Linked DNA regions of Mus musculus: regions 2, 3 and 4 are each linked to region 1. A link is a contact called in public promoter capture Hi-C data. All regions are on one chromosome and are shown on one strand. Each heading gives the region's core, a stretch centred on a gene start, on an enhancer-like site or on the middle of the called end of the contact. The rest is flanking DNA. Distances are from core to core; before and after follow the strand shown. Region 1 holds the start of Hdhd5 (haloacid dehalogenase like hydrolase domain containing 5). Region 2 has its middle 41 kb from the start of Cecr2. Region 3 overlaps Kdm5a (lysine (K)-specific demethylase 5A). Region 4 holds the start of Il17ra (interleukin 17 receptor A).

Region 1 (4,098 bases), core at 518-3,017:
TCTCAGCTCCTTCCCCCCATCAAAGAACCAACTCCTGAGAGAGTAATGAGTCAAAGGCTTCTTTCTCTGCTGCTTTTACAAGCGCTGGGTCCAGAATTCCAATTCAAACTGAGCTAGCAGCCAAGCTGGGGCCCTTTTCATCACTCCTTGGGCTGTTCTGGAATTAAGTGAGGATTCTGGGAGGGGCTGAGGTCTCCATCTGGCCACACCGCTCACATCCCCTGCTTCAGCTTCTGGCGAGTTCAGGTCCACCCCTTGTAATCAGTCTATTTCCTCTAATCGGCATATCTCATTCATACTCAGTGCTCTCTCAGGATTCCTGCAGCCCTTCCCTCAAAAACTCAAAAAATTCCTAGGACTCATGGGTAAATTTCAGAGGGCCCATAGAAGCCCTTACTTTTTTTTTCAGAGTTTTGGTCTGATTTTCTCATCTTACTCTTCCCACAGAGAATCAGCATACAGGTCTGAAAAGCTAAGAGGGTAGGATTTCTCTATAAACACCATGCTTAGACCCCTCTAGGGGTTCAGTAATGGCTGTTGTGTGACCCCAAGGATAGCTGGGACGCACTTCCCTTGAGATAGCAGTTCAATTTCATTTCTGTCCCATTGTGAATCCAAGCAACACTGCTCTGGATCCCTGAAAGCGGGCCTAGTGGCACATGCCTGAAAACCAGCACCTAGGAAGCAGAGGCAGGTGGATGGGTCAGCAAGGACTTTTGGCTAGCCTGGTCTACAGGTCAGTTAGGGAACGTATTGTGGCTTCTCACACAAACACACAACAAATCTATTCACTTATAATTTCAAAATAAGTCGAGAGAAGTGTGTTAGGCATGGTAATAGCACTGTGGTTCAGTGTAAAACGCCTCTTTTAAAGCTTCCCACACAGTTTAGGGTTTAAATAATAAAAACTCCAGGATTTAAAGTATTACAGCCATAAAGCGGGAGAGAGAAGCAGGTGCGCCAAAACGAAGTGATTAGTTGTTTGAAAAATAAAAATATGGAATTCATACTCTCTCATAATTTTTGGAAACTCACATTAAAAAAAAAAAAAATCAAAGCCCAGCAAGAAGGCTAAGCTGTTAAAAGTTTGTTGAACAAGGCTGAAGATGAGTTCCACATAACACACACTGGAAGGTGAGAACCCCAAAGTTGTTCTCTAACCTGCCTACTACTCCTTTCTCTCTCCCTCTCCCTCTGTCTCACATACACACAACACATGATGATGATGATGATGATGATGATGATGATGATGATGATAACAGTTCCTTTGCCTTGATGGCTGCACACCTGAGCCGTACAGTTTACTGGCCATATTCAAACAGTTACCTTTTTAGAAATAAGAATCCGCGAACCCTTACTTCGAGCAGAAGTGGAAACGAATTAACTGCTGAGGCACATTCCTGACGCGCGGGAAGGAGCTGCGAACCCACCCGAGGCTGACCTGGGGTTGGTTTTTCTCCGGACAAGGACTCTTCCAGCGGGTGGAAGGTGCGCACCCGGACACCGCTTCGGGAAGGACGAAGGGTTCCGCGGCTCCACGGTCTCCGGGAGGGCGGCCCCAGGCCAGGATGCTCAGTGGCCCGCACGGCCCTCCCGCCCGCAGGCCCTGCGAGTGCAGACCCCATGCGTCCTCACCTCAGCGCTGCCCGCGATGTAGCCCCTCCGGGGCCCGCAGCCCTGGAGCCCCGCAGACAGGCGCACAGGCAGTTTCCACAGATGGCGCCCGGCGCCGAGAACCCCTAACCCGGCGAGCGCAGCCATCGCGCCCGTCGCGCGCACGCGCAGACTGTGTGTCTCTCCCACTCTCGAGCCCGGTGCCCCCTTCCCACGCACAGCCGAGCAACCAATCAGCGGCCGCCCGCGCAGGGCCTCTCGGGGGTTGTAGTCCGACCGTGGAGCTCGGGCTCGGGTTGCGAGTTCGGAGCGGAGAGCGCGTTCCTGACACTGAATGGCGAGGCTCTGGGTCCCTCGCTTCCCCGAGAGGAGACTTGGGGTCAGCGAGTATCGACTCGCGGCCACCCGTGCTGGGAGGACAGACACCTGACCAATCAGTGCACCTGCTGACTTCCGGGAGCGTGTTCCTCGGCACTTTTTGGAGCTGGGGTGACCGTGTGGAACAAGGCAGCCTAACCTTGAATTGGGGAAGAAGACCATTGTTTTGAGACCTAAATCCTCTGAGCCTCATCCAAAGAATGTTGAATGGCGTGCTGCTTCTTACTCTTTAAAATCTTTTACTCAGTAAACATGCGCGGCAGTCCTACTTCCTGCGGGCTCTGACCCAAAATCCGGGAAGGAAAGATCTCCTTGATTCACACTTGGTAGGGAGGCTGGGATCAGTGTACGAAACAAGGTAAAAAAAAAAAAAAAGAGCACTGTCCCGAGAAGTCAGATAATGGATTCAACAAACATGTAATGTGTACAGCTAAGCACTCTGAGGAGAGAATACGCTTAGGTCAGTGAGCAAGGACAGTGGAAGTCAGTCTGGTCATCCTGACATAGGAGCCTGCTGCAGAAAGAACTCTCTCTTCGCTTTGTTTGAAAGGTGTGAGATGCTCTCTTCCTTAGTCTTTGACCTGTTCCTGGATATAATCATGCCAAAAAAAGTAGTGAGTCGAAGAGAATGGGTTGGAGGGTCAGGAATGCACAAGGACTCCGCGCTAACTCACTTCCGTTGTGTCCATTGCTTCTCAGCTTTGAGGACTAAGATCATAAATCAGAGTAACTGCTGTTGATGAAAAATTGGAAGATGTATTGCCGTTAGTCAAACCCACCATAGCACACAGCACCTAAGCCCAGTCAGGGGATACCCTGTCCAGGTTTGGTTTTTGTTTTGTTTTGTTTTGTTTTGTTTTAACCTCTTCCCGCTTTTCAAATAAGAAACTAATTTAGGAATAGGTGAGGTGGTGGCTCATACCTATTATCCTAGCGCTCCAGAGGCTTGCAGAAGGATCACCCCAAGACATTATCTAGATGATGATGATGATGATGATATAAAGAAACCAATTTAGCAGCCTGAGGGTTTTAAATGTACCCACACTTGTTCTAGTGACAGCCTCCCCTGTGAAAACACATATTTTACCCCTCACCAGATCTTCAGAGCTCAGTCTTCACTCCATCCTGCACTAAGTCTGGATACAACTGGTAATAGGGAGGGTCCCTCTGAAAGCAACAGGATACGTGCATAAAAACATATCTGAGAGAGACAGTGTAAAACACCACAGCTTCTGTCCTGAATGGAAGTTCATTGAATTGTGTAGTCTGGCTCTGTGACTTTTTTTTCCCCAATGCTTTTTTTTTTTTTTTTTTTTTTTTTTTTGTAAAGACTTATTTCTTATATGTAAGTACACTGCAGACACTTCTGTCTTCAGACACTCCAGAAGAGGGAGTCAGATCTTGTTATGGATGGTTATGAGCCACCATGTGGTTGCTGGAATTTGAACTCAGGACCTTCAGAAGAGCAGTCGGTGCTCTTAACTGCTGAGCCATCTCTCCACCCCTTCCCAATGCTTTTCATAAGAAAGTTTTTAAAACAAACAAACAAATAAACAGACAGAAAAACAAACCGGGGACCTTGGGGCAGTGGTGGCACTTGCCTTTAATCCCAGCACTCTCAAGGCAGAGGCAGGTGAATCTCTGAGTTGGAGGTCAATCTGCTTTCCAGAGGGAGTTCCAGAAGAGCCAGGGCCACACAGAGAAACCCTGGCTCACTCTCCTCCTTCCTCTGCCCCCCCTCCCCCGCCAAAAAAATCAATGACTAAAATACTAATGATCCTTTAAATCCTAAAAAAATGATCACTTCAAAACTTACTTAACCAGACCAAAACCTTGCAAAAGTATCTTATGACTTACAGATAAATCATAACGCCCTAATTTCTTTTTTAAAAGATTTTATTTACTTTATGTATATGAGTACACTGTAGCTGTACAGATGGTTGTAAGCCTTCATGTGGTTTGTTGGGAATTGAATTTTTAGGACCTTTGCTTGCTCCAGTCAACCCTGCTCACTCCGGTCAGCCCCGCTCGTTCAGTCCCTGCTTGCTCCAGCTCAAAGATTTATTTATTATTATACATACACTGTAGCTGTGTTCAGACACAACA
Region 2 (4,098 bases), core at 423-2,922, 94 kb after region 1:
GTGGCACAAGCCTTTGATCCCAGCACTCCCGAGGCAGAGGCAGGAGAATTTCTGAGTTCGAGGCCAGCCTGGGCTACAGAGTGAGTTCCAGGACAGCCAGGGCTACACAGAGAAACCCTGTCTGAAAAAAAAAATGTATGGCCTTGCTGGGGTGAAAGTATCAGAATGGGGATGGGCTTCAATACCTTCAACCTAGCTAGCTGCCTGGAAGCAAGTATTCTGCTAGCAGCCTTCAGATGAAGATGTAGAACTCTCATCTCCTACTGCAACCACACATACCTGCCTGGATGCTGCCATGTTCCTGCCTTGATGATAATGGACTGAACCACTGTATCTGTAAGCCAGCCCCAATGAAATGTTGGGTGTTTTGTTTTGGTTTGGTTTTTGGTTTTTTTCAAGATAGGGTTTGTTTTTTATTTTTCCTCTGTGTAGTCCTGGCTGTCCTGGAACCCACTCTATAGACCGGCTGGCCTAGAACTGAGAAATCCACCTGCCTCTGCCTCCCAACTGCTAGAATTAAAGGTGTGGGCCACCACTGCCTGGCCCTTAAATGTTGTTCTTATGAGAGTTGCCTTGGTCATGGTGTCTGTTCACAGCAGTAAAACCCTAACTAAGACACCTGCGAAGCCATCAGTCTATCAACTGAGCCACTTCCTCCGCCATAGTATTGCTTTTATCTTTGAGACAGGATTTCTCTATGTAGCCCTGACTGGCCTTGAACTCACAGAGATCAACCTCCCTTTCAGCCTCCAGAGTACTGGGATTAAAACCTTGTTGCTTGACTTCAACCATAGTTTAATTTTCATTTTAATTTTTTAAAAGATTTATTTATTTATTATATGTAAGTACATTGTAGCTGTTTTCAGACACACCAGAAACACATCTGATCTCATTACAGATGGTTGTTAGCCACCATGTGGTTGCTGGAATTCCAACTCAGGACCTTCGGAAGAGCAGTCAGTGCTCTTAACCACTGAGCCATTTCTCCAGCCCAACCCCCCAAGTTTTAATCGTAAAGAAAAAAACCTCAATTTTAAAGATGTGTCAAGAGGATGGAAAGATGGCTCAACAATTAAGAACATTTGCTAGAGGCAGATCTCTTGAGTTTGAGGCCAACTTATTCTACCAGGTCTATTCAAAGAAACCCTGTCTCAAAACCATCTATTCTCGCACCCCATCCATCAAAAATAACACTTGCTAGGTTGTTTCTGGTAGTATAAGCCTTAGGTCCCAGCACTCCAGAGGCAGAGGCAACAACAGATCTCTGTGAGTTCAAGGACAGCCTGGCCTACAGATCGAGTTCCAAGCAATCAGAGCTATGTAGAGACATCTGGAAGAAAGAAAGGGAGAGAGAGAGAGAGAGAGAGAGAGAGAGAGAGAGAGAGAGAGAGAGAGAATAGTGCTCTCCCAAGTTTAGTTCTTACGACCCACATGATGTCTCACAACTGACTATAACTTTACTTACAGAGAATCTAGGACCCTCTTCCAGACTGCATGGGCAGCAGGCACTGACATAGTACACATTATGCATGCAAGCAAAACACTCATACACATAAAATAAGAATCAATATTCAGGAAAGAAAGCTTTGGCGGCTTGGGCCTCAGGAGGCCTGACTTGTTTCCCTGCTACTATGCTGTGACTCCCAGCTGTAAATTCCTGGGGTTGCTTTTAAAACATTTTGTACTCAATCAAGCAGAACGAACCCGTGGGGTCAGATTTGGATTTGTGCAGATAAGACTAAAAGGAGATAAGAACCCTGGGCCCTGAGCCAGACCGTCCTGTCTTCCTGTCCCGGCCCTGCTCCTGCTTGTCTCTTCTCTTCCTGGACTTGTATCCTCATGGTTAGCAGGAGCAAACCCCTCCCAGGACGGCCGGTTACTCAGTGAAGGCACCCAGAGACAGCTAGTGTGGGATTCACGCATAAGCATGTGTTCCTTTGATGTTTTTTTTTTTGTTGTTGTTCTTCAAACTTGAAATTGCAAAATTAATTTTACCTAGCTTGATTTAAAGTTACAAAGATGAGAGAATGAAGAGCACTGACTGTTGTTTCTGAGGACGCAAGTTCGATTCCCAGCACCCACATGGTGGCTCACAACCATCTGTAACTCCCATTCCAGGGTGTCCAATCTCTTCCTGCTGCTGCAGGTACTGTATCCACATGGTGCACAGAAATACATACAAGTAAAGTACCGTGCATACACATAAAATAAGAATAAATACAACTTGTTTTAAAAAAATCATGTATAGGACAGGAGAGAAGTTTTGGCAGTTAAGAGAGTGTGTTCTTGCAGAGAACCTAGGTTTAATTCTCAGGACCAACACATCAGTTCCCAGCTGTTTATAAATCCAGTTGCACACAGGTGGTACCCATGCATATGTGTCAGGAAAGCACTTAGGTACCTAAAGAAATAAACATGAAATTATTTTTTAAAATTAGTATAAGAATGAGAGGCTAATTGTAAAACAGTGTGCCAGGTACCTGGGGATGGGGTGGTAAAAACTAGGAGCGCTCAGTGGGTACGGGGCGGGGGCGGTATTCACAGTTTCCAGCTGCCATCTTGCTGCCTGACCCTCACCTTTCCCCTCCTCCCATGCTCATGCCCACTCTAAGAAGGCTTTCTCAGCTGGGCTTAATCTCTCCGTGTATAATATGTTGCTGGTCAGGTATTTTGCTAGTAGGCTCACAGGAGAGCACCCTGGTAGACAGTAATTACGTATCTACTAGCAGGTTGGGAATGGTCAGCCTCTCTGCATACTGGAATTGCAAAAGGCTTAGAAATCTGGGGCCACAGTCTTTGGAATGGGGATGAATTTTCTGCAGTTCCTCTAAAACTAGGAAGATGACAACTCTTTCTGTAGTTCTTCCTCCTTTAAAAATATTTGGTGTGGCCAGGCGTGGTGGCACACGCCTTTAATCCCAGCACTTGGGAGGCAGAGGCAGGTAGATTTCTGAGTTCGAGGCCAGCTTGGTCTACAGAGTGAGTTCCAGGACAGCCAGGGCTACACAGAGAAACCCTGTCTCAAAAAAAAAAAAAAAAAAAAAATTGGGATGTGTGTGTGTGTGTGCGTGTTCCGGTGTGTGTTCCGGTGTGTGTTCCGGTGTGTGTTCCGGTGTGTGTGTGTGTTCCGGTGTGTGTTCCAGTGTGTGTTCCTATGAGTGCATGTGCTTCTGCCCAGAAGCAGAACTCAAAGGTCCTCTATCTTTCTCTGCGTTATGCCCTGAGACAGGGTCTCCCACTGAACCCGGAGGTTGCTATTTTGGTAGGTTTGCTAGTCAGCTTCTTCCTGAGTTCTGTCTCTGCCCCCCACTGCTGGGGTTACAGGCCTGTGTGGCCATGACCCGATTTACATGGGTCCTGGGAGTTCGAACTCAGATCCTCACGCCTACGTAGCGAGTGTCCTTACCCACCGAGCAGTCTTCTCAACCCCAGGATTCTTTTATATCAGAATGTGACCAAGTCGACAGAGGGATGTGTGGGATCTCTGCTGTGAAGCAATCACAGTCTCGGGGAAAGTCACAGTGTCATAGAGACAGTTTTAAGCTGATGTTAACTCTTTACTGGGATATGAATGTGAGGACTGCAAGCATGTAAACCTACCCCCACCCCCACCCAACGCCCCATCCCCCATGCATGTTGGGCTGAAGCCTCAACTCCTGCCGTGACTGTATTTGGGGTTGGGACCTTCAAGGAAGCAGTTAGGTTAAACAAAGAGTGCTCACAGTTCAGCTTGCAGTACTATTCAAAGGTCCTGACCACACTCCCCTGGGGAGCCAGAATTCAGTATTGGCAGCTTGGTAGCACCTGCAGTGCCCTGTTTGTGCTGGTCCATACTGAATGCCTACTGAAATGAGGTGGAGACAGAGGGTATGGTGCCCTGGTAATGTATTGTGATGGCTAGTTTTCAGGGTCATATTGACACAACCTAAGATCACCAGGGAAAAGACTCTCAGTGAGAGACCCTATCTCGGGTTAGCCTGCAAGTGTGCTCGTTGGGGACTATCTTGCTTGCCTTAATTGATGTGGGAAGACCTAGCCTGAAAGTGGGCGGCACCAGTCACCAGTCTGAGAACTCTATCAGCGTAATAAGCATGCACA
Region 3 (4,098 bases), core at 449-2,948, 93 kb before region 1:
GCCTTTCTTATTTGAAAGAAAATAATAGTTTTAGTTTTTAGAAACTTGAAACCAGTGTATACATTGAAAAAAATAGATTTAAAAACCATAGAATTTTCTTTTTGGTAGGTAGCAGATACATCTGACTTAGTAACTTTTTTTTTTAAGATTTATTTATTATATGTAAGTACACTGTAGCTGTCTTCAGACACACCAGAAGAGGGCATCAGATCTCATTACAGATGGTTGTGAGCTACCATGTGGTTGCTGGGATTCGAACTAAGAACCTTCAGAAGAGTAGTCAGTGCTCTTAACCGCTGTCATTCTCCTGGTAACATTTTTTTTACTATTGACTAGTATAAATGAAGACTTGATTCATTTAATAGGCTGTCATTATAAAACAGCATAGGATTTCAAATCCCATACAAAGCTGGTCATTTTTCTAATTCGCTTACAGACTCCAAATACCCAAAACACTCCTCTTCAGCTCCCTTGCAATAGTTGGCATTTATAAGTGCTGACTTTCCTTTATTCTACAGCCTGTTACATCCTAGTTTTTCTCTGGTTACAGCAGGATCTTTTCTTTATTTCTTTGAGCGGGATGGGGGATGTTCTATTTTGTTTGAGACAGGGTTTTCCTATATAGCCCTGGGTGTCCTGGAACTCACCCTGTAGACCAGGCTGGCCTTGAACTCAGAGATCTGCCTGCCTCTGCCTCCTGAGTGCTGAGACTAAAGGTGAGCACTACTAACTACTGCCTGGCTGTTATCAGTTTCATAACTATACTTTTGCTTTCTTCTGAGGCAAAACATGGAATTGAGTTTAGTTGGGAATAATTAAGTTGCTCTGAATTTACAGGAAGCAATATCACAGACAGCAGTGGTCTGAAATACATAGGAATCATCTAGAATGTCTTAAAGTCCACACTTAGTTCTTGGAATATGTACTTTCCTTTGCTTAATAAACTTAAAATTTTGCCACAGTGATCCCAACACTCTGGAGGCTGAGACAAGAGGATCTCAAGTCTGAGCCTGGCAGAGTGCTGTACTGAAAGATGAAGATGAGGCTAACCTAGGCTACATAGTAAGACTGTATGCTTAGGAGGGAACACCTAAAGAATTTAATTACAGGAGGGGAAATGAACAGATATTTAAGAACAATACAAATATTTAAGAATGCTTAGAACAGAAATGATAAAAGATAATAAAAGCCAAATCGCAATATTTTATAATTTTTCCATCCTTTATTATAAACCCAAAACTTACTGACATGACTTGTTTTACAAGCTATGGAAGCATTTTAAAACCACTCACTTTCCCTAAATAAAACGTATTTACCTAGCCAAGGCCTCCTTTGTCCTCTGGCTGTGTTAAGGGACTTCTTTGATCCCTTCATAATTCTTTGCTCCAAGGTCTAATAAAACTTATGATTTTAAGTGCCTTCCTGTATTGCCACCACAGTAACCAGCCTTTGTATTGTGAAGGGGGATGCCCGTAGCCCTATTGTAATGATAGATCTTGTCTGATAGGACATTAAGTATAAGGTTGCCTTCTGAACAGAAAAGCCTGAAGTTGCACTACTTTCCTACTTTACTATTAGCGCCAAGGTTTTAAGTCACCAAACTAAAGCCCTTTTGTGCCCCTCCTAGTCACTGTAGGGTCTGAAGGATCAGTGTTTGCCTGGCATCTGCCGCTGACACCTGTCACTTTCTCAGACTAATTTTAAACCCCAGAGTTAATCTATTGACCTGTGTCTTTGACTGTTGTAATTGGTTAACTTGTAAGATTTGACCTCTGATATTTGCTAACTTTTTATAGGGAGTTGTATTTGTAACGGAAGAAGAGAAGAATAAAAAATAGTAGTTTTAAAAGTGGCCTATGTGACTGCTTTTCTAAAAAGGTATTTAATGCTCTTAGTACTTTGGCTTATCTCTTTGAAATAAAGCTAATCCACAGGATTGCCTCACATTGTTGTCCTCTTCCTTTCTTGATTGTTAATTGCATTATTTTAGAGCCTAGAAATTGTTAATATTAGCTAAAACTACTTGGCTGCTCTATTAGAAATTTCTTTTTTGTTAAGTATTCCCCAATCATGTTTCTGCCTCACAAGGAACCCCAGGTATTCATGAGGGAATGGAGTACCTAAGAGGCCTAATTTTGTGGACACACTATGGTAAAATATAATTTGGGGGTATTAACTTCTCAGCTTCTTTCTTTGAAAAATAACCCCATAAGAAGTCATATCTATCTCTGGATATCCCAGTTGTTTGCTCTTCTAATTCCAAGAAAGTTCTCTGGTTTGCTTTTATTCTGGCCTTACTGTTATGATGCTAAACATCTCCCAATCTTTATCTCCTACAGGTAGACTGGGTACAGTGTGATGGTGGCTGTGATGAGTGGTTTCATCAAGTTTGTGTTGGTGTATCCGCAGAAATGGCTGAAAATGAAGATTACATCTGTATAAACTGTGCAAAGAAGCAGGGGCCAGATAGCCCAGGCCAAGCACCACCTCCTCCCTTCCTAATGAGCTACAAACTACCAATGGAGGATCTTAAAGAGACCAGTTAGCAGATGTCTGGTTAGCTTGCAACATGGGGGGAAGTGGACCACATTGAGACCTTACTCATCAAGCAGAGTGGTTCCGACCACTCAGAATGTTGTTTCCAAAGATGAATGGACTTCAGAAAAAGTCCTCTTAGTGCTGGCTTCCTCTCTGCATGGATTGTGTGGGCTCCATTCTCTTATCATCTGTGCAGAGGATGTCTTCTTTGGTGCAGCAGCCAAGTATTTCAACTCTTGATTCGTTGAGTGTGGTTTGCTGAATTAAGGTCAGGTTCTAATGGAACTCTCAGGAGGCTGTTTGGCATTAATACATTGATGTGCTTAGTGGGGCATATAAGAAGTGGCTTTCGACCAACTGATACTTGTTGTAGACGGTTACAACCTACAGGTGGTGCCATTGGAAGGCCCTGACCGTTTAAATATCCTTAGTTAGGATAATTGGACAGGAGTCAGAGCACAACTTTGTAATTACTGACATTTATGCCCTACTGATCCAGTTAAGAGAAGCAGGCCAAAGTTATCCCTTCTAGAAGTCTTGGAGTGGCAGTGCAGTCTATGACCTCAGCTGCTTGTGTTTATTTAGACCAATAAGAAAATCCTCCAAAAGATCCCCTCACTTTCCTCAGGAGGATGTCAAGCAGGTTAGAATATCTGATTAGACTGGATTCTGGGAAGAAGGGGTTTTTTTTTTGTTTGTTTGTTTGGTTTGGTTTGGTTTTTTCTTACTTCAAGGCAAGTAGGCCATTGGTTTGAGAAGTCCATCTGGGTCTGTGTTTTAGAAAAGAAAGGTAGGTACACAGATCCAGGTTTCTGGAGGGAGTAGGGATGACTAATGAGAATGTTTTACTGAGCCTCGGTGATGCATGCTTATCTGGGAAACCCTCATTCACAAGTATTCCAGACTCCACCATGCTTCACGCATGGCCATGAGCAAGACTGGCAGATAACAGCTTTTGCCTTGCAGCCCTAACCCCAATGCCTGTAGTTTCCAACATGGCCTCAGCAGATATTTGTGAATAACACCATGGCTTCATCAGAGGATGTGGGGCTGTAGGTCCTCTGGGTGTGAAGCTGTTCTAGTAAACCCATTTTTAAAAAGAAAGACTTGTTTTTACTTTTTTCTAAATGTCTCTGACTACTGACTGTTCTATAGATTATTTTTCCTTTTTTGATATACATATATGAATATAGATATATATATATATATTTACTGTTACCAGCAGCGTATGATAGAGTTTGAGCATCAGAAATCCATTTGGAAGCTTGCATTTTCTTTCTGCTTTTTGATAAAGAAATCCCATTCCTTCCTTGTAGTACAAGGAGTTAGCACTTCCTTCTTCATTCTCACCTAAACATATCTTCCACTTTTCTTCTATTCAAATAGATAATATATTTCCTCCATGTTGGGACTTGTCCCTGTCTGTTGGGCAGCTTGGTCTTATTCTAGTCAGTGCTGAATGTTTTGTATGTCTGAAACTATGGTGCTGTGCCCCCCCCCCCTGCCCCTATTGGGTTCTGTGTTCTTACAAAGGTCTTAGGTGGACTCTGTAAACTCCTG
Region 4 (4,098 bases), core at 1,083-3,582, 68 kb before region 1:
ATATCATATGGCTACTAAACCATACGCCATTATTAGCTCGAAACCCAGGATATTTCCAGGTGATACAATTCTGGAGACCGGAGAAGTAATTCCACCAATGAGAGGTTTTCCTGATCAGCATCATTGAAGAGTACATAAAAACTTAACAGACTTGTGTAACAGCACAAGTATGTTCCTAAAGTGCTGTATTTACTGAATCTGTTTCCTGGAAAAGTAGTTAATAAAGCTTATTCTCAGAGTGTTTAAAAAAAAAAAAAAAAAAAAGAAACCTGCCTTTCCATCCCTAGCTTGCCGCTGTGATGTCCGGATCAGAGGCTTCATCCTCCCCTTTCCTTTGTGAAAATCCCAGAGAGCGTCACCGAGGTCCTTCGTGGCTGCTGGTGGGGGTCCGTGTAAAATTCCTGCCGAGGTCACTCCCGAAGTGAGTCTGTGCTGACCACCTTATGCCACATGAAGGGATCCTCCAGAGCGGGCTCCTTAGGGCTACATGGAGGTTTCCTGCGCCTGCCCAAATCACTCCCCCTGTCTCTGGTCCCTCTTGGGAGACAGGAACCTCAGATGAGAGTCTGCACATGCTTCCAGCCTGTCTCACACAACCTCAGGGATGTCGCAGCCACCAAAGCAGGCAGTGTTCTATAGTGCGGTTCTCCTGCCGGGCTTCGCGTGGTGCTTCATGCCGTGGTGCTAACTTGAGCTTTGCGGTCCTGGTTTACTTCTGGTTTGGGGTTTCTGTCAGTCTAGAAATTAGAGTGTGGGTCCTCATCCAAGCCCACAAGACAACAGGGTGTACCTCCCTGTGCCCTCCCTCCACAGCCTTGGGCGGGCTGAATTAGACCTTGTTTTGCTGCAGTAGGCTAGCCCACCTAGGGTGGAGTCTTCTGACCTAGGTAAAGTCTATTGTCCTGCCACTTCTGCAGCTTCCCACGAGATCCTGGCATAGTGGGGGATGGGGCCCCCCCTTTAAATTTCAAGGATTAAACATTGGGCCTTGATCAGAATCTTTGTCTTGGTCTCATTCTTCTCTAGTCATCATTCCTATCCAACCCCAGCTTTCCTTTCGGGAACCCAGTTCTCCGTGGCCGCTGGCGACTACACCTCCCGAGATGGGAATCAGCTCCCAAGAACCTTGGTAATAAAGAGAGAGCCCCTTGTTGGGTCTGAGAAAATAGCCAAAGGGTTTCAGTAAGACAAAAGTTTCCTTCTGCAAAACGGTGTACAGCCGTGTCTTACTGAGCGCATAAGCGCATCCAGTGAGAGTCGCGCTTGGTTTTATTCCCAACGTTAAGGGGTCCTGTGCCTTACTCCAGGTGGTCAGATCGTGGCCTCACATTCTTAGATGTTGCGGTTGATACCCAGAATGCAGTTTTTAGCAGCGGTGCAACCATGAGCACATATTTTCATTACAAGAAGTGTTAGTCTTGGAGAAATTTGAATTCCTAGTGGCTTCTTTGAATTTTTTTTTTCTCTCCAGGGGGTTCTAGAGGGCATCCCCAGGCCTTGTCAGAGACTCTGTCCGTTGTACTGCTCAGTCCCCCATCCTTCCACGCCTCTGCCCTCAGCCTGGCCTCAAACCTTCCTATGCTGTGTACCTTACCCAGCCAAACTGCACTCGGCGAGGCCACAGTGAGGCTCCTTGAAAGAGCTGGCTGTCTACACAGGCTGTCTCCGTTTCCCTCCTCTGATCCACTTTTAACCCTTCATACTTAGCAATGCTACCCCCCCCCCCCCACACACACACATCTCTGTTACAGAATGCCGTGTTTGCTTTAGTCCAGCCATGAGGTGACTAATTCACTGTCCAGGGTTTTGTTTTGTTTTGTTGGGTTTTTGTTTTGTTTTGTTTTGTTTTGTTTTTGAGTGTGCAAATGTATGATTCAACGCTGAAAGGGAAAAAATATAGTTTCATGGACTTGCTATATGAGACTTAAGCTACATGATCTGGCCATCAAAAACTAGAACTTTGTAGAAAAAACAAAAAAAACAAAAACGAGAAATAAGCATTACGACGATGCGATGGGCTTGTTTCTCCATAAAAACTGAAAGGGAGATTGAGCAAACAAACTCCTTGGAGTCCCGAGTCGGAAATTAGACTAAAATGATGAAACAGATCAGTGTAAACCGGGAGGGTACGATGGCGAGGACAGTCATAGCTCCACAGCAAGTTGACAGCGGGGCTCGGCTCCTTAAAACGGGTTCCTGGGCTCCTATCTTACTTAGCTGAGCAACATCCAAGGAGAGCCAAAGAGGCCAGGAGCACACCTGGGCCAAGGCGGAGGCGGGGCCAGAGGAAGGACAGCCCCCACCCAAGCCCCGCCCCGAGCGGCCCGCCCTCGGGGGAGCCGGAAGCGGGACAGAGGAGGCCGTGTGAAGCCGACGAGCGCCAGTCCTCGGCCGGGAAAGCCATCGCGGGCCCTCGCTGTCGCGCGGAGCCAGCTGCGAGCGCTCCGCGACCGGGCCGAGGGCTATGGCGATTCGGCGCTGCTGGCCACGGGTCGTCCCCGGGCCCGCGCTGGGATGGCTGCTTCTGCTGCTGAACGTTCTGGCCCCGGGCCGCGCCTCCCCGCGCCTCCTCGACTTCCCGGCTCCGGTCTGCGCGCAGGAGGTGAGAGAAGCCGGGCGGAGCGGGGATGCCCGGGCCGTCGGGGGTGGTGGAGAGGACGGCGGAGGGTGGTGAAGAGGTGTCAGAGGGGCGGGCGTCGGGAGGGCCGTCGGGAGTGCGGAGGGCTGTCAAAGGTGCTGAGAGCCGTCGCGAGTGCGAAGGGGCGGACGGCCCAGGCTCTGGCGGGCCCGGGGAGGCTGAAAGTCCGCCCTAGGGGCTCGGAGGACGGTCCCGGGCATGGGCGCAGCGTGGAGGCGCGCTGGCAGCGACTCCGGGAGTGGAGTCGCGGTGAGGGGGAGTTCTAGGGAAACTACGCGGGCGGCGGAGTCACTGGTAGCGCGAGGCGGGGTGACAATTCCGTCTGGGCCTCGGAATTGGAAGATGGAGGCACCAGAGGCTGGCAGCTCGGGATGGACATGGACCTAACCTTGGCAGGAGCTGAAATAATCTGGACTGGCCCCTAACTCCTTGCTTCCTGAGCAGTCAATCCTCCAGCTCTCCCATGCTCAGGTGCCCCAGCCTGGCCTCGGGGGTCCCCACAGGTTGGGTAGTGCGGGCGAGCCCAGTGCCCAGGGGAATCAAACAGGATGTGGGTTGAAAGATGCCGTCCATCCCATCTTTTTTTCACCACCACGTGTGTCCCAGAACCGAGCCTGCCAAAATTGAGTTAACATGTGTGGAAGTCTGCCAGTTTGTTACTGCCAGGGAGGACCACCCCACCCCCACGCCCCGCTGCGCTCTTAGGAAACTGACACACCCCTGGCGGTTGAACCTTACTTACTGTCAAAACAAAGCATAACAAAAAAACAGCGAACCTGTGCAAAACCTAGTGTCTGTTCCACGCATAAACTTTCCTCCCTGTCTCCCTTCAAGCCTTCTCTTCCTCCACTGGTTTTTCCAGCCCCTTCCCCTCCACTTCCACAGCTGACCCCAGGAACTGTGTCCAGTCGCTGAGTCGGAGGATATGAAACAAAAGGATAGTTCTTATCTAATTTTGTAGATTTACCAAAAGAGGGTGGGGAGAGGGTGACTATTTTTACTGGAAAAACTGTGTTTTTTAAAAAAGTCTGAGGGCTGCTGGGAAATGTCATAGTGCTCCCCGTACTGGGAAAGTCAGAGTGACATCTTCAGACAGGGCCAAAGTGTCAAAACATAGAGGATTGCTGTTTGTGTCTGGCTAGTCCTTTGCCAAGGGCCTCACGATACAAGTAAACTGAAAGTAGAGAAAGATGATTCCTGGGACTGCAGTGTCCAGGATGAAGTTGTCTTGGATGTAGGAACGTCTTGCAAGAGTGCTTTGCACAATCGGTGTGTGCAGAATCCAGGGAGGAGAAAATGACCCCCAGCTGGGCTGTTTCTCACTGAAAAGACATTTGAGCAGTTCTGTTCCAAACCAGGAGCCTCAGAAACATTTCGCTTAAAGCGTTCAAAAATCTCACTGGTGGAACGGTACCTGAAACAAGCAGGGTCAAGTGGAAGATGGGGGCATCTGTGGAACA

The links. Promoter capture Hi-C pulls out the DNA fragments that hold promoters and counts their contacts. Capture Hi-C pulls out chosen DNA fragments and counts their contacts.
Region 2: a promoter capture Hi-C map of liver shows a contact between it and region 1, with 2.4 times the contacts expected there. The contact joins the enhancer-like site here to the promoter of Hdhd5 in region 1. A contact is called at or near these places in 5 of 39 promoter capture datasets (3T3-L1-derived adipocytes, the C10 cell line, liver and 1 more), 1 of 15 datasets of contacts at CTCF or cohesin (pro-B cells), 5 of 484 Hi-C or Micro-C datasets (centroblasts, centrocytes, liver and 2 more), 2 of 115 datasets of contacts at active chromatin or transcription factors (embryonic stem cells and trophoblast stem cells) and 2 of 9 other capture datasets (liver and pancreatic islet).
Region 3: a promoter capture Hi-C map of liver shows a contact between it and region 1, with 2.0 times the contacts expected there. The contact joins the enhancer-like site here to the promoter of Hdhd5 in region 1. A contact is called at or near these places in 6 of 39 promoter capture datasets (the 3T3-L1 cell line, 3T3-L1-derived adipocytes, the C10 cell line and 2 more), 1 of 484 Hi-C or Micro-C datasets (cortical neurons), 1 of 115 datasets of contacts at active chromatin or transcription factors (the SCID.adh cell line) and 4 of 9 other capture datasets (adipose tissue, liver, macrophages and 1 more).
Region 4: a contact with region 1 is called in a promoter capture Hi-C map of adipose tissue. The contact joins the promoter of Il17ra here to the promoter of Hdhd5 in region 1. A contact is called at or near these places in 4 of 39 promoter capture datasets (the 3T3-L1 cell line, 3T3-L1-derived adipocytes and macrophages), 3 of 484 Hi-C or Micro-C datasets (CD4 T cells, embryonic stem cells and uterus), 6 of 115 datasets of contacts at active chromatin or transcription factors (CD8 T cells, effector CD8 T cells, embryonic stem cells and 1 more) and 2 of 9 other capture datasets (adipose tissue and liver).

What each region holds. Positions count from the first base shown.
Region 1 is chr6:120,529,532-120,533,629 of GRCm38.p6, forward strand. It overlaps Hdhd5 (haloacid dehalogenase like hydrolase domain containing 5), which reads right to left and starts at 1,768. Exons shown (of 8, transcript NM_144815.2): 1 at 1,636-1,768. The coding sequence starts at 1,761.
Region 2 is chr6:120,623,544-120,627,641 of GRCm38.p6, forward strand. No RefSeq gene overlaps it. Among named protein-coding and RNA genes, the nearest start is that of Cecr2, 41 kb to the right of the region's middle. Within about 2 kb of position 1,673, at least 9 of the 459 cell types and tissues checked have an H3K27ac peak or open chromatin away from gene starts, as enhancers often do. A contact at or near this core is called in liver and pro-B cells, where this site is marked.
Region 3 is chr6:120,436,648-120,440,745 of GRCm38.p6, forward strand. Kdm5a (lysine (K)-specific demethylase 5A) reads left to right here. Exons shown (of 28, transcript NM_145997.2): 28 at 2,340-4,098. The coding sequence ends at 2,546. Among named protein-coding and RNA genes, the nearest start is that of Il17ra, 24 kb to the right of the region's middle. Within about 2 kb of position 1,699, at least 3 of the 459 cell types and tissues checked have an H3K27ac peak or open chromatin away from gene starts, as enhancers often do. A contact at or near this core is called in liver, where this site is marked.
Region 4 is chr6:120,460,865-120,464,962 of GRCm38.p6, forward strand. It overlaps Il17ra (interleukin 17 receptor A), which reads left to right and starts at 2,333. Exons shown (of 13, transcript NM_008359.2): 1 at 2,333-2,602. The coding sequence starts at 2,465.